Regions from separate parts of the Zea mays genome. Here region 1 is linked to region 2. Evidence: chromatin contacts called from public Hi-C data. All regions are on one chromosome and are shown on one strand. The core of a region is the stretch at or near the end of the contact, and the rest is flanking DNA. Distances in the headings are between cores, read along the strand shown.

What was found. A called contact is a pair of places that touch in the nucleus more often than the background predicts.
Region 1: a contact with region 2 is called in a Hi-C map of ear, with 3 times the contacts expected there. The contact joins the promoter of LOC100384180 here to the enhancer-like site in region 2. A contact is called at or near these places in 2 of 25 Hi-C or Micro-C datasets (ear and root tip).

What each region holds. Positions count from the first base shown.
Region 1 is chr4:155,751,075-155,755,824 of Zm-B73-REFERENCE-NAM-5.0, forward strand. LOC100384180 reads right to left here and starts at 3,465. Exons shown (of 9, transcript NM_001321804.1): 1 at 2,936-3,465; 2 at 1,977-2,105; 3 at 948-1,079; 4 at 490-632; 5 at 298-395; 6 at 115-209. The coding sequence starts at 3,415.
Region 2 is chr4:155,295,162-155,300,181 of Zm-B73-REFERENCE-NAM-5.0, forward strand. No RefSeq gene overlaps it. Among protein-coding and RNA genes, the nearest start is that of LOC100273264, 98 kb to the left of the region's middle. Within about 2 kb of position 2,585, at least 8 of the 20 cell types and tissues checked have an H3K27ac peak or open chromatin away from gene starts, as enhancers often do. A contact at or near this core is called in ear, where this site is marked.

The sequences.
Region 1 (4,750 bases), core at 2,215-4,714, 460 kb after region 2:
ACGCGTGATCCAAAACTAAGAAGTGGTGGTACACATCAGGCTCTTAAACTGTATCTGTTGTTCCTAATGTCCTGGCGTCTAATGAAGCACAGAACAGATAGAGTGAAGTTTGACCTGTATGCACAGTAAGGGTATGCAAACATCCTTGATAGAATCCGAGCTGCTTGAATTGGAGTAATAATCATCCACTGACTTGAAACCAAATGAAACTGCAAACCATTGAAGTGTCCTCTTGAATGTGAACAGGAAACTATAGAAATTACAGCTAGTACAGTTGGGTTAGACGTTGCTGCAAACCTCGGGTTAACCCCTCATCAAAATCTCTAACAGTTCTTGCATTCGCTGCCTTGGGTATATCATATTCACCCTCCAGCCCTTCGAAAAGGAGAGCATGCCTAAATTTTGTTCAAATCCCTAAAGATCAGCTGTTAGAAATCATAAACGAGTGTAAATGTCACTAAGATTTGATAGAGGAGACAAAAGGCATACTTCTTAAATATAGTCGTCAAAGCCCTAGCCAATGCTTTATCATAAACGTTGTTAAATCCTTTGTGGAAATCTTCATCTGCAATTACCAAATTAAAAGGATTGCACAAGGAGACCGCGCCAGATAAAGGGCATTTATCAGTTTCCTGAAAAAAAATATACATAAAGATAAGTTATAAGCTGCTGGAGGAAATACATATTTGTGATCAACCATACATAGTTTTACAGAGGAATATACAAACAAGTGCGCCAGGGGACAACAGGAAGGAGAGGGGGTGATGCATATGACACATCACTTGTTGCACCCAAAGCAAATTAGTGCATATGAGTTAGCTACTAAACATTTTTCACCACAGAAAGATGTGCGTAAGGTACAAAACTTCACGTGGAACTGCAATTGCATGAATGTGACAATACAAAAGATGTATTGTAGTCTGCTTATCACTGGGCGCAGAACTCACCTCGCCAAGGTAGCGCACAAGAATATTCGCTCCAAGAGACCAACCGGTAGCATAGACATTGGACTGAGGATAACGTCCTAAAATATGACCAATAACTTGGCGGAGATCCCCTGTAAATGAAGCAGAATAGAACTGCACATGACAGAAGATGCAAGTCAACGTATGTCCTAAAAAGAAGATGGACCCCTACAGCTTCGAGCCTCGATTTCATTTGCTATCTTTATCTCCTTACTTATTATGTACTCTTTGTTAACCACTTAACCCCTAGGTTTCCAAAGGTTTATCCATTGAGTTTGATTCAAGGCCCCATGGTTAAAGACGTTGATTGCCAACATGCATATCGACACTTTATTGATATGCTGTACACATCAGGGTGAAGCTTAGAAATTTATGACAGACAATTCAGTTTAAGGACACAATATGTCGTATTTTACTAGGGCAGCAAGTAGCCACAAAATAAAAACCAAAAAAACCCTTCAACATTGAGCAACAATGCAATTTATTGTTAATAATACACTTCAATGTTCTTTAACCTTTTCCTACTTTCAGTTCAAAACTCCAATTCTGTCAAGTTTTACAGTAAGAGCCAGTTCACTCACCCTTTAGTCAGTTTCTGGTTACACCCTAAGTAGGAAAAAGTACACAGAAGCAATATCATATAGAGTGCATTTATCACACCAGATGCCAACATGGAAAAAATATATATTTGGACAGTTTGCACATATGAACTGGGATGAGCCAACTTTTAGGCAGCACATGTTATGCTATAAGCCAGAAAGAGGTTCAGTTCTGTGTAGCTTACCAGAACAAAATGGGTGTGTCTACTGTTGCTGATAATTAACTTAAAAGTGGGCAGTGCACTTCTCAATCAATCAAACCATATAAATGAGATCTTAGCACTTTTCCCTGACAAGTATCAAAAGGGAAAATATGGTCCACTGCATAGCTTCGAAGCTTTGTAAGAGCTATAGGAGCTATAAATAAGCTTTACAGTGCTAATAAAAGAATTGGAAAAGGTATTTGAAGTACCTTGGGTGTAGTCACAGGACTATCTGCACATCCACGGCTATTAAACACCACAACACGCCATCCCTTGCTTCTAGCTCTCATAAGCATATGCCTTACATATGTATCATCACTTCCACCTGTAAGACCAGGCTGGAAAGAAATCAAACTTACATTAGGCTTGTATATAAGCAAAACAAAAAAATAAGAAATTGAAAGTTAGTTGGCTCCACACCCTTTTGCTTTGCTTCAGGTGAAAATTCTTTTGTGGTCATTTAATTTCATTTGTATCTTATAGTGAATTTCAACTATAACTCAATTCCAAACGATTATAAGAAATTGTATCCTTGGATGAAACTTGCGCACTCTACATCGAGCTGAAGAACACAAGTGCTGAAACATGTTCCAGACCTGATCCTGTTAGCATGGTATGGACGTTGGTTCATCATGTGAATATGCTGAGACTACACAATATAAACAGATTATCCAATTGGAACCAAACACCTATTTCGTCAAAAACTCATAACAGTGATCTCTAGCATTTCTATTTGTTGCTCACTTGATGCACTTGTGCCGCCAGGACACCAATTGTAACATATCAATTAAGCAAGTTGCATTCAAGCCACGGGCTGTCTGATGGTGAGGTACCATCTAAAACTCCCAGCTAACTCATTTTGCTCCCCCAAACTGAAATGAGCTGTAGATCGCTTGCAGCCCTGCTAGAATATACTAACATTTCCAAAATAGACCATAAAATTTTAATTTCGTCACATCATGCTGTAGGTAGCATTGACATTGATTTACACTACACATATGAGCTCATTCGCATCTCATAACCTCAATTCCAAAGATAAACGAAGCCATAACCACAGACATCATTGACGCTTATTCGCTTAAAAGAGCACGCACTACACCTCCTGCGTGTGCAGTGCAGTCAGTTCTGCAATGGGCCGCAAGCGCCGAGCGGGTAAGGAGCACCGTACCAAGAGTATAAGCACCGGAGCATCATTCGGAAGCACACGGTCGTCGCCAGAGACCCAGTCGAGCGCGACGGCTCCGTCGTCAGGGGCGCGGAGGCACTCGCGCCGCAGCTTAACGGCGGGGAGCGATCGCGTGAGCGCAGCGAAGATGGTCTCGACGTGTCGGTTCGACGCGAGTACGGGGAAGGCACGGTACGGGGCGCGGAGGCTGGCGAAGCCTGAGAGGAGGCCCCGGCGGGCGCCCGCGATCTCGAGGGTCGAGTGCGGGAGCGGGGCCGCCTTCACCTGTTCCCCAGTGCCGGAGCTGGGGCTTGGGGCGGAGGCGGATACGGCGGCGTAAGACATGGCAGCGGCGGGGAGGACGGAGCGGAGGCGAGGGGCGAAGCGGCGGTTTGAGGCGAAAAATGAGGATGGCGTGAGGGCGGCGGTGGCTATCGGATTCATTTCCTCTGTGGCTCTGTTGATTTGTTGCCAGTTGTCCATTCGGCTTTGGACTCTCCTGCTTTTCGAGGTTCGAGCTGCTGTCTGACTGTCTCTCGTCACGTGTGTGGGGGCACGGAGGAGCCAAGTATTATACTATCATCGGTGGTAGACGCACATTCGTTGGCTTGCCGCTTGCCTCACCTCATAAGTTAAGGCCGCGTTCCTTTGTTCCAACTTGAAGACAGGTATATTTTTTCAATCTAAGCCCGATAGAGTGGATTCGGGTGTTTCACTAAAACCTATAAAGGCTTGATTTGGTTTGATTCCAGGTGATTATAGGTGTGGCTCTAATCCAAGTCGTTGAGTGGGTAAAAATGTCTGGTTTCATTCTGGAATGGCTTGGTTTCATTATAGAACAGGTCTATCCGAACAACCATTTTAGATTGGTTCTGATTTAAATCCAGATCAAATAATTCCGGATGGAATCGGCCGTGTTCCATATCGTTCCGTCAAAGCCGAACGAGGCCTAAGTTAGTTTCATCTTGTCTAAGGATGACAATGGATCAGATTTGAATCGAGTAGAGAAAATGATTATATAACTATACCTACGGAGATTACTTGTGTCCACCCATGAGGTTATGACTATATATGTTGGTCACTTGTTTTTGGCTCTTGAGAAGATACCAAAAAAACAAGGCAAGACATTACGAGTTTCTCTCTTCACTTAACCCTTTTTTAAAGATTAATTCAAAAAAGAAGCTAGAAAGTATGAAAATGTGTTGATAGAAACAATGTATAACTCATGAAAAGTAAATGGATTACTCATTTGAATGTGTTATCACTTTGTTTATATTCTTTTATAATACATTAAATGATTACACTTGTACCTTCGGCCTTTCAATGAATAGCACGAAGACATGAGAAAAGTACAACTTCGTAGTCACTCTGATCCAAAAAGCTTCGTTACGCATGACGTTGTTCCTCTATTTATAGTCGTGAGGTACAACTTTGTATGAAATTACAAACATGTCCTCCAACCATATACATGTCAACCACAAATATCATGAGGGTAATATTGTACTTTTCCATCTTTGTATCTTGCTGATCATGTATTCTGCATTCTTTAGCTTCTTCGATTCATAAACTGTCATGCATCATCCGAAGCTTCCTCCTTCAGCTTTGGTTGGCTTAACGCTCCCGCATACTTGAATATTCTTAACTTCGTCCTTTTATCAGCTTCGGGTCGATGACGAAGATGAATATGCTTACTTAAGGTTGCTTTTTAATGAAGCTAATACTTCATAGTCCTTCGACGATGAAGGCCTTCCCCCCAACAGCAGGCCCTCACGGAATAAGGTCGTTTTCATAGCGAGCTCAAGCCACGATGTATCAGAG
Region 2 (5,020 bases), core at 1,335-3,834:
TTAGGCGTCAAAATAATTAAGCCAAACACATCGGCAACAAATGGGTTTCCCCAGCCATATTCTGGTATGCCGATGGACTCATATCCAGGACGACGTCACCACCATCTTCGCTAAATGGTGAGTCAACTATGAGCACGGTCGGACCGTCTGTACACAATCGCGGACCGTCCGGCCCTCCATCACACCGTCCGGCACCCTACGCCGGACAGTCCGGAGTTACACAGAGCCCACCACAAGGGTCACAGGTGTTGTTTAACGTGACCGGACAGTCCAAGGATAGTACCGGACCGTCTGATCCACTCGCAGACCGTCTGACTGCGTAGGTCGAACCGTCTGGAGCACCAGAAGTCACCTGTGATCCACCTAGTGTGGAAGGCTGGCATAAATATAACCGGCCACCCAAGCCCGAAGAACCAAAAAAGTCACATGTCCCCGAGCTTGTTTGGCCCACTAAGGCCAAACCTTCTGTTCGCTCTCACCCGCACTCGACACAAAAGGAAAAAGTTAAGTTCACATTTAATATTGCTAAGTGTGATAAAATATTTGATGAGTTACTTAAGCATGGTAATATTAAATTATCACATATAATTCCTCTGGTTGAAGAATTAAAAGGGCGTATATATTGTAAATGGCATGGCTCCTTTCTTCATAACACCAATGATTGTATTGTCTTTCATCGGCAAATACAATCGGCTATAAATGAAGGATGGTTGAGGTTTCAAAAGGATGTGAAGATTGACAGGCCACCTGTCCCTGCCACCACATTAGAGCCGACAAGCAAAAAAGTCATAGTTTGGCCTTGTGCGACCGATAAAAGCAAAGATAAGAATGTCATCATTGGTGAGCCCCGCACACCAAATATGTTACGCAGAGTGGTTACACGGAAGGCTCCAGACAAAAGAAAGACCGGAGGCGCCGGGGGGCAAGGACGATCGGACACTCGATCACGGTCACCTATCCTGCGTACGTTGGACGGTCTAGGTACTATGGTCGGACAGTCCGAGATAGGCACGAACAGTCCAGCTATGATGGCCGGACGGTCCACAGATGGTCAGAAGCAGCAAACTCAGACCATGGGACCACAACGTTCCAACACAAGTGTTAGGAAACAAAACACTACTAAGACGTCTGGACGACTCAATAGAGTTGGCCCTACTTTTGGTCAGTTGCTTGCCAAATATATGAAGAAGGCCGTTCCACACAACCGGCCAATAAAACAAATGAAGTCAAAAGGGCGGTATGTACGAAAGCAAAAGCCGACTAAATGGACCCAAAAAGTAGCACAACCAAGATCGCCTTGTCATCCTCCTCCGGGGATAGCATGGTGCGTCCTGTTCTATCCATCGCCGATGTGTTGCTGCTCATGTGTGGGGTGGTACGGCGATGAATTCGTATTACTGGCCCAATCCGTTTGCTTATTTGGGCTAGGGGCACCTCCATTCTATTCATTTTGATCTATTGATCAAATGGTCGTGGCCGAGAAAGATACAATCCAAAATGGCCTTTATACATTGGTGCTTTATTGAAGAATCTCCATACTAAAAAGCCGATAACTTACATCAGGCTTAGTTCATATGCTTTTGGTTCGTCAACCTCCACCAAAAGGCAGGGGGCATATGTTGAGCACGGAAAAGAGCCGTGCGGACGGTCCGGCCTTGAGGCCGGACGGTCTGTAACCCGGACGGTCCGTGTTGGTGGCGCGGACGGTCCGCGCGTGCGCAGACTCAGTTAGGGTTCCTAGTTTCTCGCGGGATTTGTTACCTAAAACCGCGGGATTAACTCGGGAAACAGTTTGAAGCGGATCCACACCTCCCCTTTATATAGATAAAGGGCTACAACCGATTGAACCCCCGAACAATCGATCAAATCAAGTCTATTTCTCGTTTTTACCTTATGCGTTAGGGGTAGTTCTAGTTTAGCCCTAGTTTAGTATCCCAATCCCCAAATTCTTCGCTTCTCTTCGACTCTACGTCGATTAGAGGAGTCTAGGTCGGCCTACCGAGTCTAGACGACCCCTAGGATCTCTCCTCCCCGACGGGGTCCCTCCCAGAAGCAAGATCCAGGCGCCGCCGGCGACCTTCGCCGCCACTGCGCACGCGCGGACCGTCCGGCCACAGGGTACGGACCGTCCGGCACGTCAGGCAGGAAACCCGAACCCTGCGTCAGGTCGTTGACCGTCCGGCCAGCCGCGGGCCGTCCGCACCTGTGCAGAGAGCACCATCGCCGATCCTTGTTAGTGTTTGGCGTCCGAAAAAAGTGTCAACAATGACATATGTAGCGCCCCGTCTGTCGGTATCTAATCCTGACATTGGATGCTATTTCCAAAGGTCTCGCGCTCTGTCGGTAACACCAAAGCTAATTTTCACTCTCCACTTTACTTTCAGATAGTAATTCGATGCTGCACGGTTGCTTGCAGAATCCATTTGTTTAATGAACCATAGAGCAGTGGTCAGATAGATGGTCCGATGTAATCTGTCAGGTAGGCGTGATCCAAGGAAACGCCCCGCTGTAGCCTACAGATGCAGGCGGTACGTGTGAGCACCGAGCAGGCAGGGGGCACACGTACAGAAGTCACTCAGAAATGCGTGTCCGGACCGGCCACCGTGGCACTGGCACGGGCACCCGTCCAGCGCTAGCGACACCGTGGTCCGTGGGGCAATTCAACAGGGGAGGCCCGGAAGGGGGCATGCACGGCAGGCACTGGGGCCTGGCCGCCTGGGCGGCGCCGGGCTCGTTGCCATTGCCGCAGGGCCAGCGATTGGCGATCGCTACTCCGAGCTGGAGCTGGGAGCCTGGGACTGACGATTATTCCGTGCACGGATCGCTGGTACAACGTAGTCACAACGCAAGCGCGGACACTCGTTTCTACGAGCACAACAAGCAAATCCTCTCTAAAAACACTTTTGAAGACTTGACACACAAATTTCTATTTTGGCTTTGCGCTGGAGGTTAGTCTCGGTGAATTTAAATTTGCTGAGAAGCTCGTCAACGGTGAAAGTCTCGTAGTCGAGGGATTTAGTGATGACAACCACTTTTTAGTTTCCACACATTATGATCTAGGGCATGTCGAAGTTTGAAAGCCCTGTTGTCATGATCGTTATATAAGGTAGCCAAGGTTTATGTTAACGATCGACTGAAAGCAGCAATGCAGAGAGAAGTAAAATAGATTTTTTTTTTCAAATTTGTACTTATGTCATTAATTAGGCTGGTTCCTTGCAAGCCTAGTAAAATACATTTTTTTGAACTTAGACGTACGTCAAGCCCAAGCATCCTGGTGAGACAGATATGATATGACTCGGCGATGTTTACTTTTTCTTGCGAGTTAGAAGACAAGGCAACTAACTTCTATATAGATGCCGTTTGGTAGCCTGACTATCACCTAGCAGCTGGTTGCAATAATGTTAATTTGGTTACCTAAACCCTAATTCTTTTTCCCTTTGCAGAAAGGGATGCTAGCCTGGCTAAGTTACTAGTACTAAGTTACCGGTACGTTTTAGATTTGAGCATTTTCAGCTCGACAGGCTACACCAATAATGCAGAATCTTCTGTGCACAAAAACCGAAATATCTTTTCAACTTGCTTCTTCTGCTAATCTCTTAATTAAAGTAATTTATCATGAAGTCAATTTTATATTTATGTCCTTGACACTTTTACGAACCACTAGTCGTGCCATATAAAATTTGAAATTCAAAATAGACTAGACCGAAAAAAGATAACCTAAAATTAAAGACTTTAACCCAACACAGATGACCTAAACATTGGAACCAAATAGACACGTCCTGCATTACACTAGCATGACCACGCATAGCCTGGTCCCAAAATATAGCCAAGACAGAGCTATACAAACAACCAAACACGCTCTATGAGTACACTTCAGTATATTTGAACATTGGTGGTGGGACTATATATTTATGCACGAGTTTGTTTTGCAGATTTCGGGAACCTTGGTGCTGAAAGATCAATGAACCACAATCATGTAGCCCTGCAACGTCTCTGTCTACGGACACATCTTTGAATATGTCGCCCCTGTGATATACAGCACCTTTCTCCCAATGCTTTGAACACTACTGCTGTTCAAGACTTAGTCTAAGGGCTAGTTTGGAAGCCACAAAACAGAGGAGATTATAGGGGTTAAAATCTCACTCTTAGGGCTAGTTTGGAAACACCATTTTTCCAAGAGATTCCAATTTTCCCAAGGAAAATTAGTTCATTTTCACTTGGGAAAATTGGATTCACTTGAAAAAACGATGTTCCCAAACTAGACCTTATTTAATTTTAAACAAAGGCTAGTTTGGAAACTCAAATCTCCTTTAGGATTGAAGATGATTGGAGAGAAAATTAGTTCATTTTCACCTCAATCCTCTCCAATCACAAAAAAGATTTGAAGTTTTCAAAGTAGCCCTAAGAATGAGATTTTAGCCTCTCCAATTCCCTCCGATTTTATGGCTTCTAAACTAGTACTAATGGATAATTTGGCAACCTCATTTTTCAAGTTATTTTAATTTTCCCAAAAAATTTTAATTTATTTTTCTTTAAAAATAGAAATCTCTTGGAAAAAATAGAGTTATCAAACTAGCCCTAAAATTTATTCTCATTCTATTTCTTTCCTACAGTGGTATACTAGGCACTTATTATAAGCATTTTGGCCTGAAAACTTTCAGGAAAGAGACCGTTACTATCAATGCTTAAACACATTCGCATTACCAAGCTTGTTTTAAAAGCAAATCCGCACATGCCTGCGCATGTAATAACACAGTAAAGCATGAGCTGTCTGTCGTCTTCCAATTGCCTCTTGTGGACACAACTAACTTTGATCGGCCATAATTCCTGTATTAGTGTTAGGATGATTTAGCTGTGGGGTGTGAAATTAGTTGATGTGAGATATATGCTGTGAAAAAGCTGATATATGTTATTTGCAGTAAAAAAATAAAAATAGTTTGGTTCAAACTATTGTGAGTTGTCCATTCTATATATATCGTACGCGAGTTTAAACTTTACAAAATATACTCAACCAAATCAC